5 separate regions of the Mus musculus genome follow, and regions 1, 2, 3 and 5 are each linked to region 4. Evidence: chromatin contacts called from public HiChIP or PLAC-seq and promoter capture Hi-C data. All regions are on one chromosome and are shown on one strand. Each heading gives the region's core, a stretch centred on a gene start, on an enhancer-like site or on the middle of the called end of the contact. The rest is flanking DNA. Distances are from core to core; before and after follow the strand shown. Region 1 holds the start of Mast1 (microtubule associated serine/threonine kinase 1). Region 2 holds the start of Phkb (phosphorylase kinase beta). Region 3 holds the start of Best2 (bestrophin 2). Region 4 holds the start of 4921524J17Rik (RIKEN cDNA 4921524J17 gene). Region 5 holds the start of Hook2 (hook microtubule tethering protein 2).

What was found. Promoter capture Hi-C pulls out the DNA fragments that hold promoters and counts their contacts. HiChIP or PLAC-seq counts read pairs in DNA pulled down with a chosen protein or histone mark.
Region 1: a promoter capture Hi-C map of pre-B cells shows a contact between it and region 4. The contact joins the promoter of Mast1 here to the promoter of 4921524J17Rik in region 4. A contact is called at or near these places in 4 of 39 promoter capture datasets (cranial neural crest, frontonasal cranial neural crest, pre-B cells and 1 more).
Region 2: a contact with region 4 is called in a promoter capture Hi-C map of liver. The contact joins the promoter of Phkb here to the promoter of 4921524J17Rik in region 4. A contact is called at or near these places in 3 of 39 promoter capture datasets (the HPC-7 cell line and liver), 2 of 484 Hi-C or Micro-C datasets (LSK cells and embryonic stem cells), 2 of 115 datasets of contacts at active chromatin or transcription factors (the SCID.adh cell line and astrocytes) and 2 of 9 other capture datasets (adipose tissue and macrophages).
Region 3: a contact with region 4 is called in a promoter capture Hi-C map of erythroid cells, with 6 times the contacts expected there. The contact joins the promoter of Best2 here to the promoter of 4921524J17Rik in region 4. A contact is called at or near these places in 16 of 39 promoter capture datasets (the 3T3-L1 cell line, the C10 cell line, the HPC-7 cell line and 11 more), 1 of 484 Hi-C or Micro-C datasets (muscle stem cells) and 7 of 115 datasets of contacts at active chromatin or transcription factors (the 230-238 cell line, the SCID.adh cell line, bone marrow-derived macrophages and 3 more).
Region 5: a contact with region 4 is called in an H3K4me3 HiChIP or PLAC-seq map of stem cell-derived neural progenitor cells, with 3 times the contacts expected there. The contact joins the promoter of Hook2 here to the promoter of 4921524J17Rik in region 4. A contact is called at or near these places in 2 of 484 Hi-C or Micro-C datasets (embryonic stem cells and pre-B cells) and 3 of 115 datasets of contacts at active chromatin or transcription factors (embryonic stem cells, extraembryonic endoderm stem cells and stem cell-derived neural progenitor cells).

The regions. Positions count from the first base shown.
Region 1 is chr8:84,936,046-84,938,745 of GRCm38.p6, reverse strand. It overlaps Mast1 (microtubule associated serine/threonine kinase 1), which reads left to right and starts at 1,393. Exons shown (of 26, transcript NM_019945.2): 1 at 1,393-1,551. The coding sequence starts at 1,469.
Region 2 is chr8:85,839,559-85,842,258 of GRCm38.p6, reverse strand. Phkb (phosphorylase kinase beta) reads right to left here and starts at 1,271. Exons shown (of 32, transcript NM_199446.2): 1 at 1,156-1,271. Itfg1 (integrin alpha FG-GAP repeat containing 1) reads left to right here and starts at 1,310. Exons shown (of 18, transcript NM_028007.3): 1 at 1,310-1,725. The coding sequence starts at 1,521.
Region 3 is chr8:85,012,988-85,015,710 of GRCm38.p6, reverse strand. It overlaps Best2 (bestrophin 2), which reads left to right and starts at 1,303. Exons shown (of 10, transcript NM_001130194.1): 1 at 1,303-1,334; 2 at 2,125-2,329; 3 at 2,427-2,521. The coding sequence starts at 2,178.
Region 4 is chr8:85,431,453-85,434,158 of GRCm38.p6, reverse strand. It overlaps 4921524J17Rik (RIKEN cDNA 4921524J17 gene), which reads left to right and starts at 1,318. Exons shown (of 4, transcript NM_025722.3): 1 at 1,318-1,500. The coding sequence starts at 1,435.
Region 5 is chr8:84,989,318-84,992,017 of GRCm38.p6, reverse strand. Hook2 (hook microtubule tethering protein 2) reads right to left here and starts at 1,395. Exons shown (of 21, transcript NM_001372357.1): 1 at 1,266-1,395; 2 at 714-799; 3 at 569-641. The coding sequence starts at 1,310.

The sequences.
Region 1 (2,700 bases), core at 144-2,643, 500 kb after region 4:
AGCTATATCTCCAACCCTGCTTTCTTTCAAAATTTCTTCTCTCTCTCTCTCCCCCTCTCTCAGTATGTGTGTGTCCATGTGTTCGCATGCATGTGTGTGTCAGCATGAGTGTGGAAGTAAGTAGCTTTCTCTTGGAATGTTGCTTGCCTTACACAATGTGGGTCTTAGGAATATACCTCAAGTCACCAAGCTTCTTGGTCACTAGATCCTCAAGCCAGGCAGTGGTGTCACACGCCTTTAATCCCAGCACTTGGGAGGCAGAGGCAGGTGAATTTCTGAGTTCAAGGCCAGACTGGTCTACAGAGTGAGTTCCAGAACAGCCAGGGTTACACAGAGAAAACTTGTCTCAAAAAACAAAACAAAGAAAGAGAGAGAGAGAGAGAGAGAGAGAGAGAGAGAGAGAGAGAGAGAGAATTTTTCGGTTTAGGGTATAGTTCAATTGGGAGAGCGCACTGCACAAAAGCTTGGCTGATAAACAGGGTGTGGTGGAGGGTGGAACATGCCTGTGACATCAGTGCAGAGAACCTGTAGGCAGAATCAGATGATCAAGGTTACCCCTCAGCTACTCAGCAAGTTCAAAGCCAGCCTGGACTTCCTGAGACCCTGTCCGGAACAAAGGACAATGTTTTACAAACACTGTCGTGGAGGCTCACAGTTGTGATCTGAACATTTGGAAGGTGAGGCAGCACTATCTCAGTTGGAGGGCAGCATGTGTGACGTAATGAGCTCCAAGCCATCCTGAGATATATGAGATTCTGTCTTGTCAAAAAGCCAAGTAAGTAGGGCGGTGGTGGCGCACGCCTTTAATCCCAGCACTTGTGAGGCAGAGGCAGGCGGATTTCTGAGTTCAAGAAGGCCAGTCTGGTCTACAAAGTGAGTTCCAAGACAGCCAGAGCTAGACAGAGAAACCCTGCCTCGAAAAACCAAAAAAAAAAAAAAAAAAAAAAAAAAAAGCCAAGTAAAACTTTATTTGCATGAACTTGTTTTTAGATGCCCAGTTGGGTCTATTTCTTGTGTAATTGAGCCTGTTTTGGTTACTGGGAATCGGGAGAGGAATCAGGAAGGCAAGGGTGACATGGTGATGCTGATGAAGCTCAGGTGAACGGAGAGGCATCGTGGGCAGTGGCCACTGTCCACGCTGACCTTCATCTTTTTTACCCCCTTTTCTTCCAGAAGGATTTACCCCTGCCCCGGAAAAGCAGCAGGTGAGCCTTGGGGGAGAGGTGCATTGGGATGAGGCCCCCAGGTAGGGCATCAGGCGTGCACACGGGCGGGGCCTCGCGCGGCGACACCCCGCAGCGCCCCCTCGCGACTGGCTGCAGCAACAGGGCCCTCCCCTCCCCCGCCTTCCCCTGGCCGCTGCTGCGGCTCCAGCCTCCGCCCAGCACACTCGCTCCCCGCGCTGCCGCTGCCGCTGCCTCTGCTGCTGCTGCCGCCGCACCTGCCACCATGTCGCCGCCGCCGGGTCATGTCTGACTCTCTCTGGACCGCGCTTTCCAATTTCTCGATGCCCTCCTTCCCCGGCGGCAGCATGTTTCGCCGCACCAAGAGGTAGACCCCCAACCCCTAGACCCTGTCCGGGACCTCCGGGTGAAGCCACCCTGCCGGCTGCTGCGGCAGGGCGGGGCCGGGATGCTGCTAGCTGTCCAGCTGCGCCAGAGGTGTCCGCGCTGTGCCCTCCCGCAGGGGATGGGGTTAAACGCGGACAGTGCGGGGCGTGCTGCGGGGGGAGACTGAAAAGGCCTGAGATGGGGAAAGGGGTCGTGCCTGCGGGGGGTTGCAGCGCCTTTGTTTGCAGACGCTGTGGGCTCAGGCGGCCTGGTGGGGGTAGGGGAATGCGGGGAGGGGGGCCTTGGCACCCTCAGAACAATAGCCGCAGCTTGGTTCCCCCCCGCCCCCATCTGCGTGCTCTTGGACAAGCTAATATGCTCAGTCACTGCGGCTGAGAGCGAGGGGGCTAGAGCGAGTGGGGGCTCTTCTTACCCAGCTGCTAGGCAGAGGAAGGGGGGGTCTTTATCACTGCAAGAAGCCTCCCAACTCGAACACATCCTCACACTGAAAATAGTGACACAGCGTCACACAGAACATGACCACACACATACAACCCTAGTGACTCCCATACACTGGGAGGCACCGCATATACTCAGCCACAGGTCAAAGCCATGCACAAATAGGGTCACCTCCCGTGTCACACACAGACACACACGCGCACACACACATCGTGTTCTCCTAGTAAAATGTCACACGCATGACTACCCACCAAAACAACGTTCCCATCCAAGATACATAGATCCAATTTCAGAATGAGACAACCATACGCCTAACAACATCACAGCATCTGTGTCACATTGACACCAAGATAAACAGACATAGGGACTCCTGCAAAAGCAGGGACACACAATCACATAGCAGATACCCGTGTGGTACATGGCTGCATGCTTGGATGCACCCGTTGTCACAGGGTGTTAAATCCACACACAGTAGATGTTGAACACACACAGCCAGCATCTCTCATGCTGATAACCCCAACTGACATCGGCACATCTGCAGCTTTCTGCCTTCATGCACCATGCTGGAGTTACACAGTCATGAACAAGCTGTGTTTCCCACTGCATCACCCACACAGAAGGATGTACCATCACACAGAGAACATACATGACACACTAGTGTCATTCAGTGTAGATCTCATACAGTGGATGC
Region 2 (2,700 bases), core at 22-2,521, 410 kb before region 4:
GGACGGTTAAAGACCCTGGCAAAAGACTAGTTATTCTCTTTGCCCAGAACAACCTAATAGCACTTTTTCTATTCCCACAGCAACAGTGTTAATAACCAACTCAAAATTTCTATATGACACAATAAAAGAAAATATAAGCAACAAATATCCCTACAACTGTTTCAAATAATTCTACTGACTCTGAACTTGAGTCAACTGCTTTCTAAAAATTTCTCTTACTTTTCATGTGTTTGTTCCATTACAACCCTAAGTCCTAAGTAAATAAACACACAAAAATTTTAAGATTTCAAATGGAATGAAATTGGCAATACTTTAACAAATACAGTACTTTTCTACAATCTTTCGTCAATCTTTGACAAGGGAAAGGTTCTTGGTTGAACATTTCTTGTCCCCCACCTCTCGTGTTTAAGGACACATTTTTTCCCCCAAGATTGTATCCAATTTCAAAAGTGGCAGTTTCACTGCTGGCTCTCTGGAAAGTTATTAATCAGGAGTACTAACTTTTAAAACGCCAGTGTGACTTTGCAATTTGAACAAGTCAGTTCAGGACACTCGGACTGCTGGCTTTTTAATCTCCGTGGTTGGGAACCACAACTAGAAGCTACAGGTGGTGGGACCATTTGGCTAGGGAAGGGGCCAATTTCATTCTGAGTCATAACTGTACACTAACTTAACTTGTGGCACAAACCGTCTTCCTCAATTTCTGACACACAGAACTGGCTGCAGCTAAAAATTACTGAGGAATGTGAAGGGGGCATATGAGACAAAAGTAGTCGCCAGCTCTTTAGGACCTCACTAAAAATGGAGGTCTACTTTTTGCAGAGCAAGAGCGTTCAGGTTCCAAAGAACTTGTCACTAGCTGACTTACTCGGCAAAGTTTCTGGAGAAGTCAGCTTATCACTAACTTTGGAGAGGAAATAACTTGGGGGAGAAAGACAGACGTTATCTAAATGGGGGAAGTGCAGGGATTGGGGAATGGGGACCAAGATGGACAAGAGCAGGGCAGCAAGAGAAACCTATTGCTTTCTGGAGCCAACTTAAGGAAGCAAGTTGATCCCCAGGACAGATCCCACCTGCCTCCCTCCAGGGGACTTGCGGAGGAGCACCACCCCCTGTACCCAGGAGGGGGAAGGTTGTGGTCACAGGCAGTCAAACCTGAGCGCTTGGCCCGGGCTCTTCGTTCCAAGAGCTTCCAGCTTACTTCAGCCATGAGTCCCTCAGCCCCCGCCATCGCACAGTGCCCACCACCCCAGCTGCCAGTCAGCGAGGCCGGCCCGGCCCCGCCCCCTCGCGCGACACTGTCGGGAGGCACGACAGCCGGAAGTGAGTTCCCGGGCAGACGCCGCCCTAGCTCCTCGGCGTCTTGGTCGTCGGAGAAACAGCCCCAGGGCAGCGTGAGAGTGCAGCGAGGGGCTGCCCGTGAGGCCGCACCCCGAGTCTTTTCTCGGTCGGCCGGTCAGTCGCACGGTGCTTTGCGGCTGCCGTCAAGCGCGGCGGAGGCCGGCCGGGCCGAAGGCGCCATGGCGGCAGGCCGGCTTCCTAGCGCCAGGGCGGTGCTGGCCCCGCTGTTCTTGGGGCTCGCGCTGCTGAGCGTTGGGCCTGCCCCGGCGCGGGCTCTGCACAACGTCACGGCCGAGCTCTTTGGGGCTGAGGCCTGGGGCACCCTGGCGGCCTTCGGTGACCTCAACTCCGACAAACAGACGGACCTCTTCGTGCTGCGGGAAAGTCAGTGCTTGCCGGCCCTCCTCTGTCTGCCCCTCCCGGTGTACCCACGCCCCCTGATTCCTGTTACCCTACCTCTTGCATTTCCCAGTCTTCTGGCTCTCCCTTTATCTTCAGCACAGGGACAGCTTTCCCCTGTTTTTATCAACCCTCGGTCCTAACTCAGTAACCCCGCGGCTTGACCATCAGCCCAACCCTTAAGAACACACCAACCTCCCTTCATCTAGAAACCTCTAGCCTTCATATGGCGAATGATCACCTGCCTGCCAAAGGTCTTCCAGATTTCTAAGAACCTTGGTTTCTGGTCTAAGCATTTGCTTTCCCGTCTTTTTTCCAATCTTCCACCCCCTTTGATGAGAAAACATGCAAGCTGACAGTTTCTTGTGAGAGATGTTCTGCCTTCACCTCCTACTAATTCTGCCCTTCCTTGTGTTAAGATCTTTAAAGGCACTGTGCCTTCCTCAGGCACCAAATTCTCCACCACTCACACCAGCCTCTGTTGTTGTTAACTGCTGATAAACGCAGTGCCTCCTTGGTCATACATTCTCAAACTTCAGACTTCTCCAGCATAAGGTGCCTTAGCTTAGTGTACATCTGGCCCCTCCTCATCTTGAGTACTGCTATAGTCTTCATCCAACTTGCCATTGAAAGTTCATTAACCACATTAAGCCTTAAAAGAAAAAATGTCTGATGCTGACCAAGTGCATCGGTTGGTGGTTAAGGACCAAGGCCATGAATAAAGTTTAAAGCCCCTACAAAGCTGACTGGCAGGATCCTGACAAGGTCTTTTGAGTGCTCTTTCCAGGACCCCAGAACCTCTTATAAGACCTGGATGGTTTTTCCTCTATTTGAATGATTACCCACATTGCAAGAATACTCAAAGTCTGTAGCTAATCTATCCAAACTAGATACAGAGACATTGAAGATATCCTGTGCTTGATTAAGCGTTTCTGAAAGTCTGTCCCAATGAACATTAAT
Region 3 (2,723 bases), core at 54-2,553, 420 kb after region 4:
GTTGATGCTAGGGATGTTGTCTAGGGCTTTACAAATGCTTGACAAGTCTTTTGCTGTTAAGCTACACCTATAGTCCTTGCAAATATGCCTTCACTACGTTAGCAAATGTCAGGAACCCCCAAGTTCCTCCTCTGACCCTAGGACTATCCCACTATTTTGAGAGAGGTGCTCCCACATTTATTTCTCGTGTGAGTTTGGAGGTGTCTTTGACTTCTTTTCTCTATTGGGTTTTTTAAAAAATATTTATTTCAAGCTGGGTGGTGTTGATGCACTTGAGAGGCAAAGACAGGTAGATCTCTGAGTTCATGACCAGCCTGGTCTACAGAGTGAGTTCCTGGATAGCCAGGACTACTACACAGAGAAACCCTGTCTCAAAAAAAAAAAAAAAAAAAAGTCTAGAACTGGGGTTTTAGACACTTGTAAGCAACAGTAGGGGTATAGGTACCAAATTCTGAAAGTACAGGCAGTTTGAGTTCTTAGTCACCACATGTACTTTTTCATTTCTGTCTATATGTGTCTCTGCCTGGGTTGGGATATGTGCACTTGGGTACAGGTGCCCTTGGGTCCCCTGCAGCTGGAGGTAAAGGTGGTTGTGAGCTACCAGACTGGGTGTGGGGGACAAATTCTACAGAAGCAATATACACTCAACCACTGAGCCACCTCTCCATCTGTTGGGTTTGTGGGACTCCGTCTCATTCTGTAACCCAGGGTAGCATGGAACTCATGACAGTCCTCCTGCCTTTAGCTGCCAGCATTCCTGGCTGACCTTGAAAGTCTCTGTGACAGTGTAGATTGCCACTGTGGTAAGGGAAGCAAAATGTGTGTCTGGGTCTACAATGTGATGTGCATCTTTGTGACAGCTTGAGACCACAGGAAACTGAAGGGTGACCCAGTCTTGCTGGGCTGTGGATGTGGGGTGTGTGTGTGTGTGTGTGTGTGTGAGAGAGAGAGAGAGACCTTCTCCTTCCCGCTTTTTCAGCTCTAGGTTCCAGATACCTTGGACCTTCTCCCTAGGAGGGAGGGATACAAAGAGGAGCAAAAAAGTACAAGGCAGACCACACACACACACACACACACACACACACACACACACACACACACACACACACTACCACTACCCCACCCAACCCCACCCCCCTGCCCAGGAGACAAACTGGCAGACCTTCTCCAAACAAAGTTCTGAGGCTGTAACTCAACTAAAGGGGATGGACTTGGGAGGGGCTGCCCACGCCCACTCCCCAGCTCCTTCCCAAACAGTCTGGCTTCAGCCCCACCCAATACTGAAGACACCCTCCCTTTTAGTCTCTGTCCCTTGTGTCCCTGTACGGCCACAGGTGAGAAGGGCCAGGTCTGGGAGAATAAATGGCCCTGGACTGGCAGGCTTTGGGCAGGACTCCTGGAGAGAGAGGGGCAGAGTGGAAGGCTAGGAGGGGCAGCACAAAAGGAAGAAAGGTAAAGGAGAATCTGAAGAAGGCCTGGAGGTGTCGGAGCTGGGGGATTAAATGGGCATTGGGGTAAGCTGGTTCCTTGTCAGAGGAAGGGAGGCTGCTGGACAGACTGGGGAGCCGGAGCTTTAGAGACGCCATTCAGAGCAGTTCTGAATATGAGGGGGATAGTAGTTCTGCCGGGGCAGACTGTAGTCTCAAGAGAGGACAGAGAGAAAGCCAAACTTGGGAGAGTGGGCAACAAGAGGGGGGATATTGAACCCTGAGGATTAGAAACTGAAGACTCAGGAAGTCAAAAAGATTGAGTGTTGTACAGGTGAAAGGGATAGGAGGGTGTGTGGGAGGAAGGTCAAAAAGTGACTAGATTCATCCAAAGGTTTAGGAGTGAGGGACCTAAGATAAAGTCCAAGGGGCTTGGACCATCAGTCTAGAGAAGGAAGGCAGAGCAAGACTGGGAGATGGGAACTCGAGAAAGGGCCAGGACCCGGGAAAAGGGGGGGGGCGTTTGGGGGTTGGGGTAGGGTGGTACCAGGACGGGAGTGAGGACCGCCCTAGGGCAACGAGGTGCTAGGGTGCTGAGACATTGGATATCATCACCTGCTGCGCTGTCGCCCGCACCTCCACCTTCAACTGAAAGCCCCAGGATCAGCCCCTCCCAGCATCTTCCCTTGGCTCACAGGCCCGGACCCAGGCTAAAACCTTCTCCATTGGCCACACTGGCCAGGCGCAGCGATGACCGTCACCTACACAGCCAGAGTGGCGAATGCCCGCTTCGGTGGCTTCTCGCAGCTGCTGCTGCTGTGGCGCGGAAGCATCTACAAGCTCCTGTGGCGAGAGCTGTTATGTTTCCTGGGACTCTACATGGCACTAAGCGCCGCCTATCGGTGAGAAGACCTGGAGTTGGGGCTGGGGATCTGAGCCCTGCGGAAGGGACTGGGAGTGGAGGGGAGACCTGTAGCTACTGCATTCCCTACCCCACAGCTTCTTACTGGCAGAAGAGCAGAAGCGCTACTTCGAGAAGCTTGTCATATACTGCGACCAGTACGCCAGCCTCATCCCCGTCTCTTTCGTACTTGGTGAGGTTGGGCCCCCTGAGAATCTTATTCCTACGTAAGGGAGAAATCTGTTTTCCATCCATGCTTCTTGGAGACCCCCATTCCTACCCCTCTAAGACTCAAATCTAACCTCCAAAGCTGGGTGTGGTGGCGCACGCCTTTAATCCCAGCACTTGGGAGGCAGAGGCAGGAGGATTTCTGAGTTCGAGGCCAGCCTGGTCTA
Region 4 (2,706 bases), core at 69-2,568:
GAACAGTAATTCCCTGCCCTCCACCCACATTCGTGTGTCAATTCTTTTCCAACTTGGCAATCAAACAGGACTGTGAGTTCTGACCCCAGCTGATACAGAAAAATCACTAACTCTAAGCCCACTTTCTTTCTTCCTGTGATCCATCTCCCTAGTGTGCCCTCTTTTCTTTCTTTTTTTCTTTTTTTTTAGATAGGGTTTCTCTGTATAGCTCTGGCTGTCCTGGAACTCACTTTGTAGACCATGCTGGCCTCGAACTCAGAAATCCGACTGCCTCTGCCTCCTGAGTGCTGGGATTAAAAGCGTGCAGACACCACACCGGGCTTAGTGTGCCCTCTTGAGAGAGTAAAGGTCGTGTGTGTGTCCAGGCAGTGAACATTACATTTCTCTTACTTGCAAGACCAGTAGCCCAAGATAATGCTGTCAGCTCCAGATGTCATCTGCTCCCTTTGATCCAAAGTGGCAGAAGTTTTGTGTCCCTTCAAGGCTGATCCTGGAGACTTCCTTAGGGGGTTATTTGGGATTGGGGAACCCTTGTGTTAAGGACTCTATTCACACACACACTTCTTTTAACTGACTTTACATTTTCACACGTTTAGATTTTTTTTTTTTGGACAGGTAGTGTCTTTGTCCTGAGATACCTTTCCTATAGTACAGAGTATGAGGAGTCTCTTTAACAATGGCAGATGCTCTGTGTGTTACCCCTCCCTTTTCTGCAACTTTATACCCAGCTCATGCTCCTTTCTTCATCAAACTACAGTTTAAAAATATCTCTCTGCTCTCTCACTGTAGATCTGAACAAGAGCAGTGAAAGCTGGGATGATAGGAGTGCACAGCATTTTGTTTCACTTTTCAAATAATTTGCTTTTAATTTTAAACTACTCAGTATCAGTGATACACAAGATGAAACCAGACCAACCTCTCCACCCCCTCCAAAAACAAAGCCTTGTAGACTGTTCCTTGAAGGCAGACATTTCTTATTCGGTGTGCTTAATAGTGGATCGTAGGCAATTATTTAATGAATAGTGAAGTTTATACCCCTGACGCTGGAAGCCTAGGGGTTTCATCGAGTGTCTATTATAATTTCTCTCGGATTAGCATTGCTGACATTTGCAGAGAGGTTTTCCGTTGCCAGTAACCATTTCAGGCTCTGGTTCTGGGGCCGACGAGGGGGCGTGCCCAGCACCAGGGCTCGGCCCACCTGTGCGTTGGTTGGTGGAGTCTCGTCGGAGCCACGCCCCCGAGCGGTCCACCGCCTTAGAGGGCGTGGCGATGGGACTTCCCTGGAAGGGCCGCGGCGCCCCCCTCCTCCAACCCGCACGCAGCCCCGCGCACGCGCACGCGCGCCTCCACGGCTGGGTCGCGGCTGGAGTGAGGACGCGCTGTGTGGAGCAGCGGAGGCACGGCGCTGCTTCCACCGCTGCTCAGGAGGGGAGCATGTCTGCAACTCGAGCCAAGAAAGTGAAGATGGCCACCAAATCGTGCCCCGAGTGCGACCAACAGGTGGGCTGGGCCGGCGCGAGCGGGCGGGGCGGGCAGGGCGGGTGGCCGTTGCTCGGCGGCGGTTGGCGGTGCGCGGCGGCCCGCGGGCGGCGGGGGCCTGGGAGCGGGGACCCGGCGCTGCCCCTTCTGGTCCCGGGCCGGCCCGCGGACCCCTGCCGCCCCGCATGGCTTTGTTCGCGGTTGGGGAGAGTGCGGTGCTGCTTCTCAGCTGTCGCTCCCCGCCACCTGGGTGGCAGCATAAAGCAGACAAAAGGACAGTAATGGTGCTAACTTTTTTGCAAATTTGTGGACTTCCGGAACGCCGCAAAAAAACCAACCAGTTTGATGTGTGGTTTCTAGTCCTTCCACTACGTTGTTAACGGAACACGGTTCGAATAAAGTCGGCGTTGAGGCTCTTCCTCTCTGCGTGTGCCCCGTCCCATTCGTGCTATTTACTGTTGTAAATTTGACATGTCTGCTTACAGATTTTTTTTTTAAATATGCGGATTCGTGAATTTGAAATCATTCATATTTAGACTGAACTCATGGAGTAATAGTCGTAATTTTTAAAAAAATCATTTTTCTTTTCCTACATTTAAGTACGCCTAATTATAGTGTGATGAACAAAAACTCATTCCATTAAAATCATCCTTAGGCCTTCATGCCGGCATGCAGATCTGGCTGTACTTCTTTTTCCTGAATCTTCCTAAAATGACTACCTCTCTCTCTTCCCCTCCCCCCTCCTTCTCTCTGGAGTAATTGGAAATGGGTGGAGACTTAAAATCTGATTTAAGTATATTATTTAGGGCGTGTCCTTGTAGGTTTATTAAAATCTTTAAACAAAAAAGTTACATGTTTTATTCAGTATGATTTATAGGCAATGTTTAAAAATGCTGATGATGGAAAGTTGTGCAAGTTTAGTCGATAGAGCATACCAGTCTGCAATATCAAAACAGTCATGTTTTCCAAAATGTAGAGTTACGTTCATTCTTTCCACCCAACTAAATTGTAGCAAACTTGCACTTTGTGATCAGTCTGTTGGCAGATTACTTTGATGTTTAAATAATTTTCAGTTAAGGCTTTTACAGTATGAATTATGCATTCTGTTTCTGTAGGGCACAAGTCCCTTGTTTTACTTGGCATAAAATAATCTTTTGGGGAAAATATCTGTTTTTAATTTCCTGGTTATTGGCCAGTGAGATGGCTTTAGGTGGTAAAGGTGCTTTC
Region 5 (2,700 bases), core at 146-2,645, 440 kb after region 4:
TGTGTCATGTGGCTCAGAATGAGTTCTAACTTACTGTGTAGCCACCCAAGATAACCTTGATGTCCTGATCCTCTGGCTTGCTAAGTACTGGGACTCCATGTGTGCCACATGGTCTGGCTACCCCTGCCCATCCCCCCTCCCACCCCCCACCCAGCATACCCTGCTACTTGGGATTGAACTCAGGACCTTGTGTAGGGTGAGCAAATTCTCTTTTGCCAACTATATCCCTGGCCTTTTAAAGGTTTTGAGACGGGATGATGGATGGTTTACCACCCTCCTGTATTAACACACCACCATAGCTGGGATTACAAGCATTTGCCAGCACACCTCTTGGAAGTTAACATGTGTTGTGTGTGTGCTTTTGCCCACATCATAAGAATGGTGGCAAGTTTTTTTGTCCTATTGTGGGTGCTCAATATAAACAAAAATAGCTTGCTGATCACCAGACATCTGGCTCTCTTCCTGACAAGACTGCCTGTCCATCGCACAGGACATGTATCTAGCTTTCCCTTTGCCTTCACCTCCTTAAGTCCTCTAGTTATTCCCTAGTCATGAGTCCACCTGTCACCTTCAACCTCCAGCTGGGGCTTGAGTCCTCTGAGATGCCCTGGAGCCATTCGTTGTTGAACCAGGAAGGGTCTCTAGGGGCAGAAAGATGGGATGAGCAGGCTGGGGAGCCCTTCAGGATCCTCCCACTCAGCCGCCACACTCACATCTGATTCAGCACATGGGCTATGGCGAGTCCGCTGCTCAGGTCCTGGGGACTGGCACAGGGGGGTGAAACTTGGAACGTCTGCAACTAAAGGGGGAAGACGGAAGGGCAACAGGAAAATTGAGGACCTGGAATTGCAGACTTTTTCCCCAGCCATCAGACATTTCACGGGGTTAGAAAGGCATTAGCCTGTAGCACCAACATATCACATCTTCGGGGGCGTGACTTCTACACGCCTAGGCAAGGACGGGGCGTGGCTTCATTTTACCTATCCTGGCAAACCCTGCAAACCTAGGTCAGGGCGTTACCACCAGTCACCTGGTCCCCACTGCTAACATGTGACCAGGCCTGTGCCCTCCAGAGGGGCGTGGCCTCACCTGGTCTTTTCGCTCAGGCCTGCCCACGTGACAGACGCAGGTGGTCAGGTCAGAGTCCAACGGCCCAGCAAGCCTACGATCTATTCCTCCTTCCAGGTCCAAAACCGAGGAAAGAAGACCAAGACAGGACGAGAGGAGAGGGCGCACACCTGACCCAGCCCCGCCCCCCGACCTACCCAGGTGAGCAGAGACCCGCATAGCTCGGCCTTGTCCACACTCATGGCTCCGGATCGAATTCGATCCGGGCCAAGGAGCCCCGGCACGCAGCAGCAGCCTCCGGGTCCGCCACCAGCGAGCGCCCGAAGCCCAGACCTCCCGCTCGGCCTAGAGCGCCGCCCCGCTCCACCCCGCCCCCTAGCCATAGGCTCCGCCCCAGACACGTGATCTCCCATTGCAAACACTTGCCTCGCCATCTTAGATGCGGGACATAGGCAAGTGCACATTCTGCCGCTAGGTGTCAGTCTGGCTCAGTCCTGCTGCTGGTGACCTCCACTCCTCGCGGCTTCTCTTTATGTAGTGGAGTGGTCCTCAAGATCCTTTTAAGGCGGATCTACCGCACCCAGTTTCACAGGCACTTTAATGGTTCCCCCCCAAAGCTGAAAGAAATCCTCCGGTTTAGCCGCGTTATGATCTGAGCCTTTCTTAATGTGGGCGCAGAGAATAATTATAAATCCTGTAGTCGTGGAGTGAGAGGATCTTAAAAGCGTCTTCCCCAGAGAAGTGATTCTGGCTGGAGTCCTTCTGAAAACTCGGGTATGGTTGGGAGCAGGAAGGGTCAAGTATGTCCTGAGTAAAGGACATAGCACTTGCCCAGCCCGGGGTCTCTTTCCTGCGAGCTACTCTGCTCCTTCCCGGCCCCGGGTGCTTTGAGCACCTTCCTGCCCTAAAAAACACTCGACCTGGCCAAAGCTGCGGGTGATCTGAAGCCCACCAGGGGGCGCGCAGAACGTAGGAACGCATCCTTCTGGGAAAAGGGTGCGTCCACCGGTTGAGCCGGTTTAGGGGAGCGCAGAGAGCTTAGAATTTTTTGACAATAAAGTCTCAAGACATCATTTGTGGAGTGCTTACTGTTTTCAGACTTTACAATAAGCTATATATCTACAGACAATTGAATGTTTTCCACGACCCTAGGAGACAAGGGCTACTTTAATTCCCAGGTTTTGTTTCTTAATTTTAGAAACTGTATTATTTAATTTTTTTATTTAATTTTTTTTTAATCCGCCGCTTTGCAAATGAGTAAACAGCGGCTACAAAGTACACGGGCTTTGACGCCAGGGGTAAAGCCCAGACCACGCCCTTTGACCCCTGGGTCCACTAGTAGCCCCTCCCCTCTCTGGCGGGTGGGGTAATGTGCTGTAATTAGAGGCTATTAAATGTGCCCAGAGGGAGGAGTGGAGCCGGCTCTGCTTTGGGGCGGGTTCAGTTCGGAGGGGGATAATGTTCTGCTTCCATCCAGGCAATGAGCCGGGATCCAGTCCAGCGACCCTGTCCTGGTTGGGTGAGCCCAGCGACATCAGCCACCCGCCCTCTATCTTACTAGAGTTGTTAATCTACTACAGACACTCGGTTGCAACCCACTCAAACTCTCAGCTGCACACACCAGAGAGCCTT